Linked DNA regions of Mus musculus: region 1 is linked to region 2. A link is a contact called in public HiChIP or PLAC-seq data. All regions are on one chromosome and are shown on one strand. Each heading gives the region's core, a stretch centred on a gene start, on an enhancer-like site or on the middle of the called end of the contact. The rest is flanking DNA. Distances are from core to core; before and after follow the strand shown. Region 1 overlaps Gm32838 (a long non-coding RNA gene). Region 2 overlaps Itpr2 (inositol 1,4,5-triphosphate receptor 2).

What was found. HiChIP or PLAC-seq counts read pairs in DNA pulled down with a chosen protein or histone mark.
Region 1: an HNF4G HiChIP or PLAC-seq map of pancreatic cancer cells shows a contact between it and region 2. The contact joins two enhancer-like sites. A contact is called at or near these places in 1 of 484 Hi-C or Micro-C datasets (bone marrow-derived macrophages), 2 of 115 datasets of contacts at active chromatin or transcription factors (CD8 T cells and pancreatic cancer cells) and 1 of 9 other capture datasets (adipose tissue).

Annotation. Positions count from the first base shown.
Region 1 is chr6:145,971,597-145,974,920 of GRCm38.p6, reverse strand. The region is part of intron 1 of Gm32838 (a long non-coding RNA gene); the gene reads right to left. Gm38928 (a long non-coding RNA gene) reads left to right here. Exons shown (of 3, transcript XR_869599.2): 2 at 1-73; 3 at 627-990. Among named protein-coding and RNA genes, the nearest start is that of Gm38928, 4.2 kb to the left of the region's middle. Within about 2 kb of position 1,505, at least 44 of the 459 cell types and tissues checked have an H3K27ac peak or open chromatin away from gene starts, as enhancers often do. A contact at or near this core is called in pancreatic cancer cells, where this site is marked.
Region 2 is chr6:146,184,224-146,187,730 of GRCm38.p6, reverse strand. It overlaps Itpr2 (inositol 1,4,5-triphosphate receptor 2), which reads left to right. Exons shown (of 57, transcript NM_019923.4): 48 at 166-291. It overlaps Gm35768 (a long non-coding RNA gene), which reads right to left. Exons shown (of 5, transcript XR_003956373.1): 5 at 1-324. Among named protein-coding and RNA genes, the nearest start is that of Gm35707, 11 kb to the left of the region's middle. Within about 2 kb of position 1,975, at least 44 of the 459 cell types and tissues checked have an H3K27ac peak or open chromatin away from gene starts, as enhancers often do. A contact at or near this core is called in pancreatic cancer cells, where this site is marked.

The DNA.
Region 1 (3,324 bases), core at 256-2,755, 210 kb after region 2:
AAACAGGAAGACACTTTAAATTCCCAAGGATTTCAGCTCCCAGACAAACAGGAAGACACTTTAAATTCCCAAGGTAAAGTAAAATAAAGGAAAGGAAAATCATGGCAGATTTTAGCATAAGTCTACACTGGGTAAGCAGGGTAAGGTTGAAGCTGGATGACCCTGGGCAGACAATCTCCACTTTCTCCTGTTTGATCTCGTGTAAAATAAACGTGTCAGGGTAAGAGTCTTCTTGCTTTACAGCCTCGATATCAGATTGCGAAGTATCTTTCTCCCGTTAAGAAAAGTGGTATAGGAATTTGCTAAAGAGATTATAATAATATTTCCTTTTGGTTTTGTTTTGTGTTTTTCCCCTCAAATCAAATATATATATATATATATATATATATATATATATATAGAGAGAGAGAGAGAGAGAGAGAGAGAGAGAATATTAGTAGCAAGACCCAAACTTTAAAAAAAAAATCTCTTTTGTTTTATGTCCAGGTCCCAGCTATACCCCTCATATATAAATGGGGGTGTAAAAAAGAAAAACATTGTCTCTAAAATATATGTATTAAAATCCAGTAATTTCATTAGACCCTCAACAGAAACCCCTCTCACCAAGCAATTTGTGACCCCTCCAGGAAATCCTGAGTGCCCCGTGGAAGTATCACACTCGTTCCTTCGTGTGGCCTTCTGTTATGGTGTGACCATGAAGACCATCCACAGGCCTGTGGTCAAGCTTGATTGCCAGCTGATGGACTTGGGCATGTGATTGGGTCCTAGGATCTCTGACCCAATCAACGAGCTGAGGCCTTAACAGGTTCACAGTGTGATGTATGTAAGGGATTGGGGAGCAGGAGGCAGGGCCCCTTGGAGAAAGTGAGTCCGTGAACGGTGTGTTCTTGGGGACTAGATCCCACCCTGGCCTTTTCCACACCCTACTTCCTTGCTTCCTGCCACCTTATCCTGCAACCATGACAACCATGATGCTGAGCTTCAGCCCGGGACCAGAACTGACAGAGTTGGCTGTGGCATCCACCATCACTGAAATCAGAAATTAAAATAAACCTTCCTTCTTTGAAGATGTTGATGAGAGGCATGGGTGGCGTGCTGCAACATAAACAGGGGTAGGAGGAGGGAGGAGGGGAACCTGACAGACCCTTCCAAACTCTCTCAATCAGAAACTGCTGCTGTGTTCTGGGAGAAACAGGCATGAAATGCTTGTGTGCGGGTATCTAAGGGTTTTCGTGCCACAGACCCTCCATGGATCCTCCTCTATAGTCTGGTTTTGAAAGAAAAACAGAGGCAGAAAGCTCTCTTGGTGTGGGAGGGGCAGAGCTTTGGAGTGGTAATGGTGTGGTATGCCCTTTGACCTTTTGCTGTTTGCTCACGGTCAGGTCAGAGCCATGAGACTTCCCCTGAAAGCAATGGCTTCTTCCCTCCATTGCTATACAGTGATGTGTTAGTGTCTATTTTTAATTTACAAGCGTTCTGCAAGTCTACAGCGGATCTGTTTTAGCTCCTTGGAGTCTACAGGATGTAAATGCACAACCCTCCACATTTAGATTCTGACAGACAGGACTGGTATAGTTTGCCTCTTGCTACAAACCATAGTGCTCAGGGAAGGCAGTGTAGCTTTAAGCAATGCTTTAGAAAGGGTCTCTGGGACTCCAGGGCCGTCTTGACTGTCTAGATGGGAGACTGCAAAGCCCAGGAGTGATGGTTTGCCCAGAAAGGTCCTTAGTAGGGCTTTTACAAAGAGCTGCCCCACTATGGGGTCTGAGTTACCACTGCTGTACAAGGTCCTGGGACAGCAACAACAGTGAATAAGAAGAGGGCGACTGTGTATTAGTTCATTTCCTGTCGCTGTGACAGAACAACAGACAAGTGTGACTAAACACTGGAGAATGCGCGTTGACTCATGCTTCAGGTAGGGAGAGAGTCGACAGGGAGGGAAGGCAAGGTAACCAGAACATGAGACAGATGGTCACACTAACTCAGGAGTCGGGACTCAAGAGTGGGGCATGCTTATGAAGTCTCCCCATGACCCACTTCCTTCAGAGAGGCTGTACCTCCCACAGTTCCACAATCCACCCCCCCCCCAAAAAAAAAAACAGCATTACCAACTGAGACCAAGTGTTTCAACACCTGAGCCTATGGGCAACATTTCACATCCAAACCATAATACTCCCAGCTGGGTTTGAAGACAAAGGCCCATATAATCCATGCAAATGTTTCACAGATCTCCCAGGTCTCCAGAGCAGAGGCGGCAGGATGTCCTTCCATGCAGCTGTCCCTAGACTCCCTGAAAGGCCTTTGGAGTGCTTATCTAACAAACAGCCTCTGCACATTTGGTGCGGCATGGCTTCCCAAGGGCACTGAGCCTCGGGCCTTCCAGATGCCAGGGCTTGGAAGCATTGGTTCACTTTCTTCACTGATTAGAAAGCATGTCTGAGTTAGGAACACAAGACAAATCATCAGAATTCCACGCAGTGTTTTCAGGGAACAGAGAGAGGAGTTGCCTTGGTTATCCACGTCAGAAGACAGAAACTAGCTGTGGTGGTGAGTGTTACTATGGCCTTCAGGAGTTAACAGGGCTTCTCTGGCTTCCTGCTGTGTCTGTGATTTCAACATGTAGATGGTTACCACAGATCTCTTCACCACGCCATCATCACTGTATTGGCCAGGGAGCACTAAGGGAACAGACTAAGAACACACAATCACACCACACACACACACACACACACACACACACACACACACAAGATTTACAGTGGCTTCCATAACACGGCCCAGCTAATCCAACAATGGCTGTCTCTCACTGGAGAGCTAAGAGTCCTGTAGTTTCTTGGGCCATGAGGCTGGATACCTCAGTAGTTCTAGAATGGTCTAGAGGATTCCTAGAGAGCTGCTGGTCTTCAATCTATATTGGAACCCTTAAGAATTCTGCTCTAGGTTCTAGGGAAAGATAAATCAGTGGTTAAGATCACTGGCTGTTCTTCCAGAGGACCAGAGTTCAATTCCTAACACCCACATGGCAACTCACAACTATCTGTAGTTCTAGTTCCAACGGATCCAATGCCCTTACACAAACATATATATATGTTGTGTAGGCAAAAAGCCAAAGTGTATGAAATAGAAATAAATAAAAATTTAAAATGCCACTGTAACTTAAAAAAAAAAAGAACACAAGAAATAAAAAATAAAGAATTTGGCTCTAATTCGGGTGAAGGAATGCCTCAGCAACAGGGTAGATGAACTTGCCAATAAGGATGAGGGCCAGCAGGCAAAAAGCAGTTTCCTTCACTCATGTCCTTTTATCTGGACTTCCAGAGGAAG
Region 2 (3,507 bases), core at 726-3,225:
TACCATCTGGTCTTATAATATGCTTTCTAAGTAAGTCACGGTTTCTTCAGACGCACTTCTGTGACCAGTCACAATCGCATTGCCCATACTGTTAGCTCGGCAGGGCTCCTGTGTTGACGGCAGCATATACTGGCCATTCTCACCCCTGTTCTTGTTGCTTCCTAGACAACCCCGCCCTGTTCTGGTTCTCCAGGCACATCTCACTCTGGGGGAGCATCTCCTTCAACCTGGCTGTGTTCATCAACCTGGCTGTGGCTCTCTTCTACCCATTCGGGGATGACGGTGATGAAGGCAAGTGCTTGTCTTTCTGCAAAAGATGGATGCCTGGGGAAAAAAAATCACAAAAAAATTCTCAAATTGCATTCCTTAAGTCTCTAGAGCTTCAAAACAAAGAAGCTTAGTTCTCAATGAATATTTTTTCTGTATTCATTGAGAGTGTAGAGGTAGTAAGTAGAGTAGACTGAAAACCGTGGCCAGTAGAAATGTTGTTTTACAGAAATTTCATGAATGTGTAACTACTGGGGGGATTATGTTGCTTCCACATAATTAGAGTGATCAAACATACTTTATTCTGCGTTATCGCAGTTATGTAAGTGAGAGCCTGATGCGCAAGTATTTTGATGAAAGGATCACAATTATATTTTACTTTCTGTCTTGTCTGGGTGTTTTGTAGTAAGCATACCCACAAAATACATGTTTTGATTCTATAATACTGTACATTTATAACACTAATAATCTCATCCTTAGAAACACACAGCCTACAATATACTGAAATGGTGGACAATGAAGGATATTGACTATGAAATTGGTATCATTAATCTGGTAGTGCATGAGCTTTTACAAAAGCAAAGACAGGAATTTGAAGTGAAGCATGAAATTCCATAAGAATTGGGTGGGGTTTTTGAATATTGTTCAGGTTTAGCAAATTGCTTGAGAACAATCTGTTACAGGTATGAGGTACAACCTGGAGAGTAACTTTGGAATGGGTAGAAGAATGGGTGGGAGGCAAACATGAGAGAAATAAGCAAATAATAGCTTTGGAGTGACCCTGGGGCACATAGGGTTGGTGAGATGCTGTCAGCAGAGCATTAGCAGTTCCTGACTGTTGGACCAAGAGTGGTTGTTAGAAGGTGAATACTGTCACTGCCATCCTGAGGGAGACATGAGAGATGGTACCATAACAGCAACAGCTATGTAAGCAAATCTCAGAGGAACTGGAGACAATGAGGAGAGATGGGAGCCCAAGAACAACTGACCGTTTTCCAGTCTTTGTCAGATCCCATGGGCATCAAAGCCTTCATCTTAGCTGCAGTTTGAGCTGGCATAGTTGAGCTTGTTGTGTTTCTGAGTGCACAGCAGGGATGGGGGAATTGTGAACAGTAGAGCAGGCAAGTCACTGCATAGCAGGAGAACGGCAACGAATGCATGCATCCATCATGTGGGCAGAAGTGGGGATGCCTTTCTCTCCCCTTGATCTGGTCTTACTTTGGTGATGAGCTCTTAGTACAGAGGATCACAGATCTTGAGGGTAAGAACCCATCACAAAATGATCAGTTACTATCTCCTGTGCTCAGACCACTGAGGTTACATGGCAGAGCCCCAGTAAAGAGAAATACAGTCTTTAAGATGGAGACAGACCTGGACATCATCTAATATCAACCTTTCATTTGACATACAGAGCCATGAAAACCCAGTGAAGACCTTCAGCCCCTAAAAGAAGCAGATATAACAAACATGAGGCTGGAAGACACAGATCCCTAGGCCATGTAGAGCCTGGTTACTGGGAACAAGTGTAAACATCACTCTTGAAAAAGATTTTTGAGTCAATAATAGTAGCAAGATGGAGGCTCAGTCCTAGGATGCCAGAGTGTGGGTGCTTCTTAGGGAAGGCAGAGCATACACATAGGGCACCATAAAACCCCATGATGAGTCTGAGTCACATGACTACAGTCTGTGTGAGTCAGCTCATGACAACTTTATGACTAAGGTTAAAGTCTTGATCAAAGTCACCACAACCTCTAAGTCTTGACCACACACTGCATATATGGGCAGAGTGGGCAGATATGCGTGGCCACATTGTGCAGAAGAAAACTGCTGTGTGCTGGTGACAGTTCTTGATGCTGGAGTTTTTCAAACAGGCTAAGCACCTGTTCTTTAGGCTTAATTCAAAACTGTGTAAAGACAGGGCGAATGTAAATCAAAGTTCTCCTAGTAAGTGCCTTGGAGTGATGGGGGCAGACAACACGATAGGCTCCAACTGGAAAGGACTTCAGCAGACAGATCTGAGAACGTTTTGAAAAAAAAAAGATCGACAGTCGTATACTATAAAGCATAGAATAAAACCAACCTGGGGTCTGTATGAATAGGGAAAAGATGATGTTCTTTTTGCTACTGTCCCAGTTAAGAAAGTTGAAGAGTGATAGAAATTGTATGTCACCGTTTGGCTAGTCATAATACTCAATGAATGCTCAAAACAAGGGGTGACTATGAAGAAAAAACACAAGAGCGTTGTACTTTAAGAATCTGCCCGTGATATTCTTAAGCAGTAACAATGGGGAGAGGAGTAACTGTAAAACAGAGAAACCACTCAACAATCGTGAGTGATACCCAGGGAAGGCAATCGTGAAAGCACCCAGCAAATTCAGGTCAGACAGACGTCTGTTAACGTGGGCTGTACTGTCCACCCCTACTACAATCTGCTTCAGAGTCACCGAGCCATCATGGCAAGGGGCCAGCAGAGGCAGGTTGCTTTCCTCCTCCAGACATAGTGAATGGTGAGGTGTCAACCATGCTCTCGGAAGCAACTCAGGCTCAACTGTCTCGTACACACGTGGGTTACCATGTTGGAGAACAACATCCTTCAATCATGAGGATGGTGTGCAGTGACTCAAGGAAGATGTTTCAGGGGAGATGTTGCTCAGATGACCACCCTGAGAGACACCATCCACGTCTACTGGAGCTTTAACTGCTAGGCTTCTGTGGAATTTGTTTATGCTAGGGATGGTTCCGGCCATGCCAACTGAATTGTCCTGGCAAAGTAGTCAGTGTTTTTTTTTTTTTTAATCCCAAGATAAACAAGATTTTTAAACCTAGAGGGAGTTCTTCTTTCCTCCCCACATTTTGAATGTACTTCTTCCTCACAAGCATGTTTGCTGAGGAAAATAAGGTTCTTCAAGGTGATTTCAACTCCCTCAGTTTCACAAGTGTTGTTGGGTACCACTGTGCAGTCGGCATAATGCTAGGCTGAGAGACCCTAAGATTAGTAAAGCTGTTTTACCTCAGAGATCTCAAGGTCTAGTTAAAGGACCAAGAGATGAGAAAGACGCAAGACCAATGATGACCAGTGGATTTATGGATGGATGTTGACTTGATCTGGACCTGGGTGTAGGAAGCAGGAGTCTAATGAGCCTGCCCAGGAAGCAGAGGGTTGGGGAGAGCCTAGAGTAAGAAGCAGCCATGCTGGACAGGAAGCCACAGACAAATCATCATGAGACCAAGCTGAGTTCC